Linked DNA regions of Mus musculus: region 2 is linked to region 1. The links are chromatin contacts, called in public HiChIP or PLAC-seq maps. All regions are on one chromosome and are shown on one strand. The core of a region is the stretch at or near the end of the contact, and the rest is flanking DNA. Distances in the headings are between cores, read along the strand shown. Region 1 holds the start of Timm10 (translocase of inner mitochondrial membrane 10). Region 2 overlaps Slc43a1 (solute carrier family 43, member 1).

Evidence for each region. HiChIP or PLAC-seq counts read pairs in DNA pulled down with a chosen protein or histone mark.
Region 2: an H3K4me3 HiChIP or PLAC-seq map of neural progenitor cells shows a contact between it and region 1, with 5 times the contacts expected there. The contact joins the enhancer-like site here to the promoter of Timm10 in region 1. A contact is called at or near these places in 20 of 39 promoter capture datasets (3T3-L1-derived adipocytes, the C10 cell line, cranial neural crest and 12 more), 5 of 15 datasets of contacts at CTCF or cohesin (CD8 T cells, the G1E-ER4 cell line, the NIH/3T3 cell line and 2 more), 164 of 484 Hi-C or Micro-C datasets (the 63-12 cell line, the AML12 cell line, the AtT-20 cell line and 78 more), 32 of 115 datasets of contacts at active chromatin or transcription factors (CD8 T cells, the HPC-7 cell line, the SCID.adh cell line and 16 more) and 5 of 9 other capture datasets (adipose tissue, embryonic stem cells, embryonic tail and 2 more).

The regions. Positions count from the first base shown.
Region 1 is chr2:84,825,688-84,828,357 of GRCm38.p6, reverse strand. Timm10 (translocase of inner mitochondrial membrane 10) reads right to left here and starts at 1,337. Exons shown (of 3, transcript NM_013899.2): 1 at 1,211-1,337; 2 at 645-759. The coding sequence starts at 715. It also overlaps a transcript of Smtnl1 not described here.
Region 2 is chr2:84,859,233-84,861,902 of GRCm38.p6, reverse strand. It overlaps Slc43a1 (solute carrier family 43, member 1), which reads right to left. Exons shown (of 14, transcript NM_001083809.1): 11 at 2,073-2,214; 12 at 1,740-1,813; 13 at 404-527. Among named protein-coding and RNA genes, the nearest start is that of Slc43a1, 20 kb to the right of the region's middle. Within about 2 kb of position 1,317, at least 43 of the 459 cell types and tissues checked have an H3K27ac peak or open chromatin away from gene starts, as enhancers often do. A contact at or near this core is called in 3T3-L1-derived adipocytes, the HL-1 cell line, the NIH/3T3 cell line and 7 more, where this site is marked.

The sequences.
Region 1 (2,670 bases), core at 88-2,587:
CATCCACTCCATCCCCCCCAAAAAGGAAGAAAAACATTAATAAATATTAGCAACTAAATACTATTCATTACTAAATGGCTGTTCAGAAGGCTTAGGCGGCAAAGGCACTTGCTGCCAAACCAGAAGATTTGAGTTCAATCCAAGATGAGATCCTATTAAGCTGCCCTCTGACCTCCACATGTGTGGCGCTATGGCATGCATGTTGGCATTCATAAACAAACACAAAATACATAAACTACATAAACAAGGGTAAATGGGCTATCTAAGGAGAAAGAAAGATGGAAACGAGGAGAGAAGAGAAGAGAAGAGAAGAGAAGAGAAGAGAAGAGAAGAGAAGAGAAGAGAAGAGAAGAGAAGAGAAGAGAAGAGAAAGTGCTTATATGTTCTTGATACTCAGCAGAGCCTGGGCAGGAGATTCTCCATCATACACCCCTTTTATTCCCTCCAAATAGCCAACCAAGTCCTTCCAGTGACCTGTATTTACTTCAGCGAAGCACGCGGTGAGGGTGGGGCGGGATTAGGAGGGCGGGACTTGGCTCCACTACCTTATCGAAAGCATTCGTTACAAGTGCTTCACTCTGTCGGGCTAGGGGTGACTAGGGCGAGTTTTCCTAGACAAGGTGAAGCCGAGTGCTTCTCTTTACCTGTTGTACATGTCAGCCATCATCTCCACCTCCAGCTCCGCAGCCAGCTGCTGGGCTCTGAGCGGATCCATGTCAACTTAGCACCGTGGAGAGAATAGCCTCCTGGTCTTTAGTCCTAGGAGCGGACATGATCAGTCAGCATCGATCCCTCCCGGTTCACCCTAGTACCACCCCCCCGGGGGGGCTGGAGGGCGCGAGGAATTACAGTGTTTCAGACCAGCGGGGACCAATACCCCGCTCAGTAAACGTAATCAGCCCTCTTAACAGAAGTGGAGATGAGGCCCTTAAAGAGGACAGTGTCCAGCTCAAGGTCACTCGCGATGTCATGGGGCTCGGGGATGGAAACCGAGCCCTCTTAGTACCTCGAGATCACTCCTAGAGCCAGAGGATTGACAGTTGGGACGGAACACACAAAACCGTGGGTCTGAACCCATGCAGCCCCGAGAATGTGACCCTAACCACAGCCTAGGTTCCCGGGGTGGGTCTAAAGGCTGAGCCTCTGTCACGGCAATGGCATAATCAGGAATCAGGGTTACCCTGGGTATCAGACACCACGGCCCACTCACCACGGCCTGGGGCAGGTCACAGCTCCCGCAACGTCCCCAACTTCGGGTCAATAGTAAAAAGTTACCGGGTACCAAGGCAGGCGAAATAAGAAGCACGTGGGTCACTTCCGGAAGGAAGTCTAGCCTCTTCTTTGATCCGGAAGAAAACGCCGACCAGGCTGCGCTGGGAAACCGGCTACCATAGAGAAACCGACCTTAATTTGCTAGAGTGGACTCCAAAGTACCATAGAATGCTGAGTGAGTGGCAGAGCGCCGGCAGCCTTGTTAGCATTCCATCCCTCCGGTTGTCCGGGAGACGCCTGAGCGTTTGCAGTGTGGAAGAAGCTTGGCTCCCTGAACCCACCATGGAGAGCCCACGCCAGAGCGCAGACGGATCTTATGTGAAGAAAGGAGAACGTTTCCCAAAGGAGCCTGTCAATTTTGCATGTTAAAACACCTGGAGCACTTTAAAAAAAAAAAAAAAAAAAAAAAAAAAACACCTCAGCGCCCAGACGTTACCTCATACCCCTGAAATCAGAATCCCGGGGAGCAGTGTGCAACATTAACTAGTGGAGTTGCAGAGAAGATACACGATCGCTGCTCGCAGAAAAAAAGAAACATGTATAGAGATTGTCTTTATTTGCTTTTGAGGCAGGGTCCCATGGAACCTAGGCTGCTCTCTAATTTGCGGTGTAGCCGAAGATGACCTAGAACTTACGAACCTGCCTCCACCTCACTAGTGCTTCGGCTACAGATAAGCGCCATTATGCCTGACTTTTGCAATGTTGGGATGAAAACAGGACCACATGCTTAGGCAAGCACTCTATCAACTGCCCCAGTGCTGCAACATGTTTTACTGCACTTCTTTATTATAGCCCTACACATGCACAATAAATAAAGTAAGTAAATAAATAAATGTAATAATAAAAAGCATTGGGTTTATCCCTTTAAAATTTTATTAGGGCAAATTCACAACACAGAACACAGTCTAATGAACGTCATTGAATCTATCCCCAAGATTTAATAATTCTTACTATTTAGTCACATTTTCTTGATCTATTATCTTTAGCAGATGAAGTCTTTTTCCCAAAGTGCTATTTTCACATTCTCAGCTAATAGTGATGTTTTTTTCATCTCTCTTCCACAGTGCTGAAGGTTGAATCCAGGGTCTCATGCAAACCCTCCACAACTGAACTACACAGGTCATTTGATATACTATTTTTAAATTTAAATTTATTTATAAGAACATGTGTCCTTGGGCTGGAGAGATGGCTCAGTGGCTAAGAGTACTGACTGCTGTTCCAGAGGTCTTGAGTTCAATTCCCAGCAACCACAAGGTGACTCACAACCATCTGTAATGGAATCCAGTGCCTCTTCTGGTGTGTCAGAGCTACAGTGTACTCATAGATACAGAAAATAAATATATTGAAGAAGGAGGAGGAGGAGCCCATGGTAGGATCAAAGGAGGTCAAAGGACAACT
Region 2 (2,670 bases), core at 68-2,567, 34 kb before region 1:
ACTGTTAAGTTATGAGTTCAACTAAAAGGCCCTGCCTCAGGGGATAAGGTGGAAAACAATCTGGAAATACTCCCAATGTTAACCATGAGCCTCCACATACACACACAAATGCACACACACAAGCATAGATACAGTCATGCACACTCACCACACACATGCTAAAGTTTAATAAAATAGAATACAAGCAGACTGTTGGAACCAGATCAGGAGAGAGACTGATCTGAGATGTGTGGCTTTTAACTCTCTGGGAAGGTTCTGATGAAAAGCCAGCCTGAGAGACCCAGATTAGATATCTCTAAGGCACCTCCTGGTTGAGATGCGAGGAGTGAGGGGTTCTAGCACACACCAACCCCTCCCCCTTCCCCAGTACTTCCCCTGGGTCTCATGTTCAACCGGCTCTCACCCAGAAGGGATCTCCATGCAGGGGTCCCACCATGGCCATGAAGAGTAGCTGTTGCAGCAGAGCAAACACGGCACTGATGAGAGACTGAAGACCTGTCAGTGTCCCAAAATGATTGGACGGGAACCTATCCAGAGGGACATCAAAGAGTCAGAGGCGAGACCCCCTGATGCCCAGCACCCATCCTGCTCCCTCCCCAGATATCACTGTGTTGGCCAGGAGGATTGTTCCTTGAAGAATTCAGACTCTGCATGTAGCCTCTGGTCCCTGCCCTCAAAGTTATATGCCACTTCAGAGCCAGCAGGCTGGGTTCAGTCACCCACTGCCTGTGTGGTCATTGTCACAGAGAAGTGGAGAACTGCAAGGTCTTGCAAATGGAGATGAGGTGGCCAGAGGTGGCCATGCTAAAAGGACAGCTAGATAATTAGTAATCCAGCCCATGTTAAAAGCAGAGTAGGCATGTAGGCATAGTGGTGCATGCTCTTCATTCTGACCCTCGGGAGGGAGAAGCACACAGGTCTCTAAGTTCAAAGCCAGCCTGGTCTACAGAGTGAATTCCAGGACATCCAGGACTATATAGAGAATCCCTGTCTCAAAAGGGATTTGGGGGTGAGACACCAAGTTACTAGAGGTGACTCGGATTTGCAGTGATCCACACTTGAGATGATACTAGGTTGGAGTGGGACTTAGGCAGGCAAGCTTGGGAAACGAGATGGGGGACATGTGACAGGTGAAGGCAAAAGGATTACAGATACCCTGGATATGAGTGTTCAGAGAAAAGACATCAAAGGTGTCTGAATGGCATAGCTGGGGCAGTGTAGAAGGAAGGAGAGAAGCTGCCTTCTGCTGAGATGGCTCCAGGAAGCATTAGCCAACCACGTACCCAGAGCCTTCCCATGAGGGGATATTGCATGATGTAATCCATGCAGAAAAGTATGTCAACAGTGCCTTGAAGTTGGAATGAGGAGAGGAGGGAATCAAGGTTGCTCATTGAGATACTACAAGAAATCTCTACAAGATGGGTGGGGAGGAAGGGCACAACCCAGCTCCGGGGTCAAAACATTCATCAGAAGAGACTCCCATTTTCTTTAGGAAAGACATTATAACTTTGGCATCTCTGTGAATAGGGCGTGCACTACCTGTAATCATTGAGTTTCTGCTATGAGATATGAACAGCCAGTTTCCATGACCACATCCCCCTCTGACAAGTCAATGCTGGGGGGTGGGAGGGAGGCAGGAGTGATGTTGCTTTAGAACACTGGGTCCCTTTCAGCTCTGGCTAAGCATCCCTAACTATGCAGGCAAAGCTCCAGAAGGCAACTTGGTCCATGTGACTCACACAGCAGCGTAGAGACCTCCACAGGCTGAGTGGAAGAAACCGCGAACTATGGTATGCAGGACAAAGGCCAGCAACTGAAATCCAAGACAGAGAGAGAGAGGGAAGAGAGTCAGAAAGATCAAGGCAGAAAGAGGAGGGACTCAGGCCTTTCTGGGCCATCTACACGGTTCTACCCTGGCCCACCCCTCACCAACATGATCTACTAGGCATGCCTCCTGGAACACCTAGGAAACAGACATGGAACAGAGCCATGCTTGTGGACCATGCAGACGCTGGTAGAGCATTCCCAGGGGGAAGTCCTAGAAATGGAGAGGGGCAGAGGAAAGCAGGTACCTGCAGGTGTAAGTTCTTGATGAGGCAGGCGATGCCGAAACCCACAAGCAGGATGTTGGTCAGGGTGAAGGCATTGATGGCATTGGTGAGCTTTTGTACCTTGCGGTAGCGTGGTCTAGTGAACTTGGTGCTAGCCCCATCTCTGAAAAAGAACAGGCAGTCTCTAGCCTCTGCCTAGAACTCCCTGGAAGCACCTTGGTACTAGCCTGGCCCCATCCCCTGCTGGTATGTTTGTAGTTGGGAAAGCATCAAAGGCAGAAAACCATTTCTCCATCTAGAGAGATGACTTAGTCAGTGAAGTACTTGTCTGGCAAATGTGAAACTCTTAGTCTAACCACTAGATGTCATAGATAGATAGATAGATAGATAGATAGATAGATAGATAGATAGATAGATAGATAGACAGACAGACAGATAGATAGACAGACACATACATACATACATACATACATACATACATACATACATACATACATACACACACACACATATACATATACATATATTTCCCCTAGGAATTGCTAAACAGCATAGTGCACATCTTTAGTCCTAGCAATTCAAGGCCAGCTTGGCCCACATGATGAGTGCTATCCTGTAT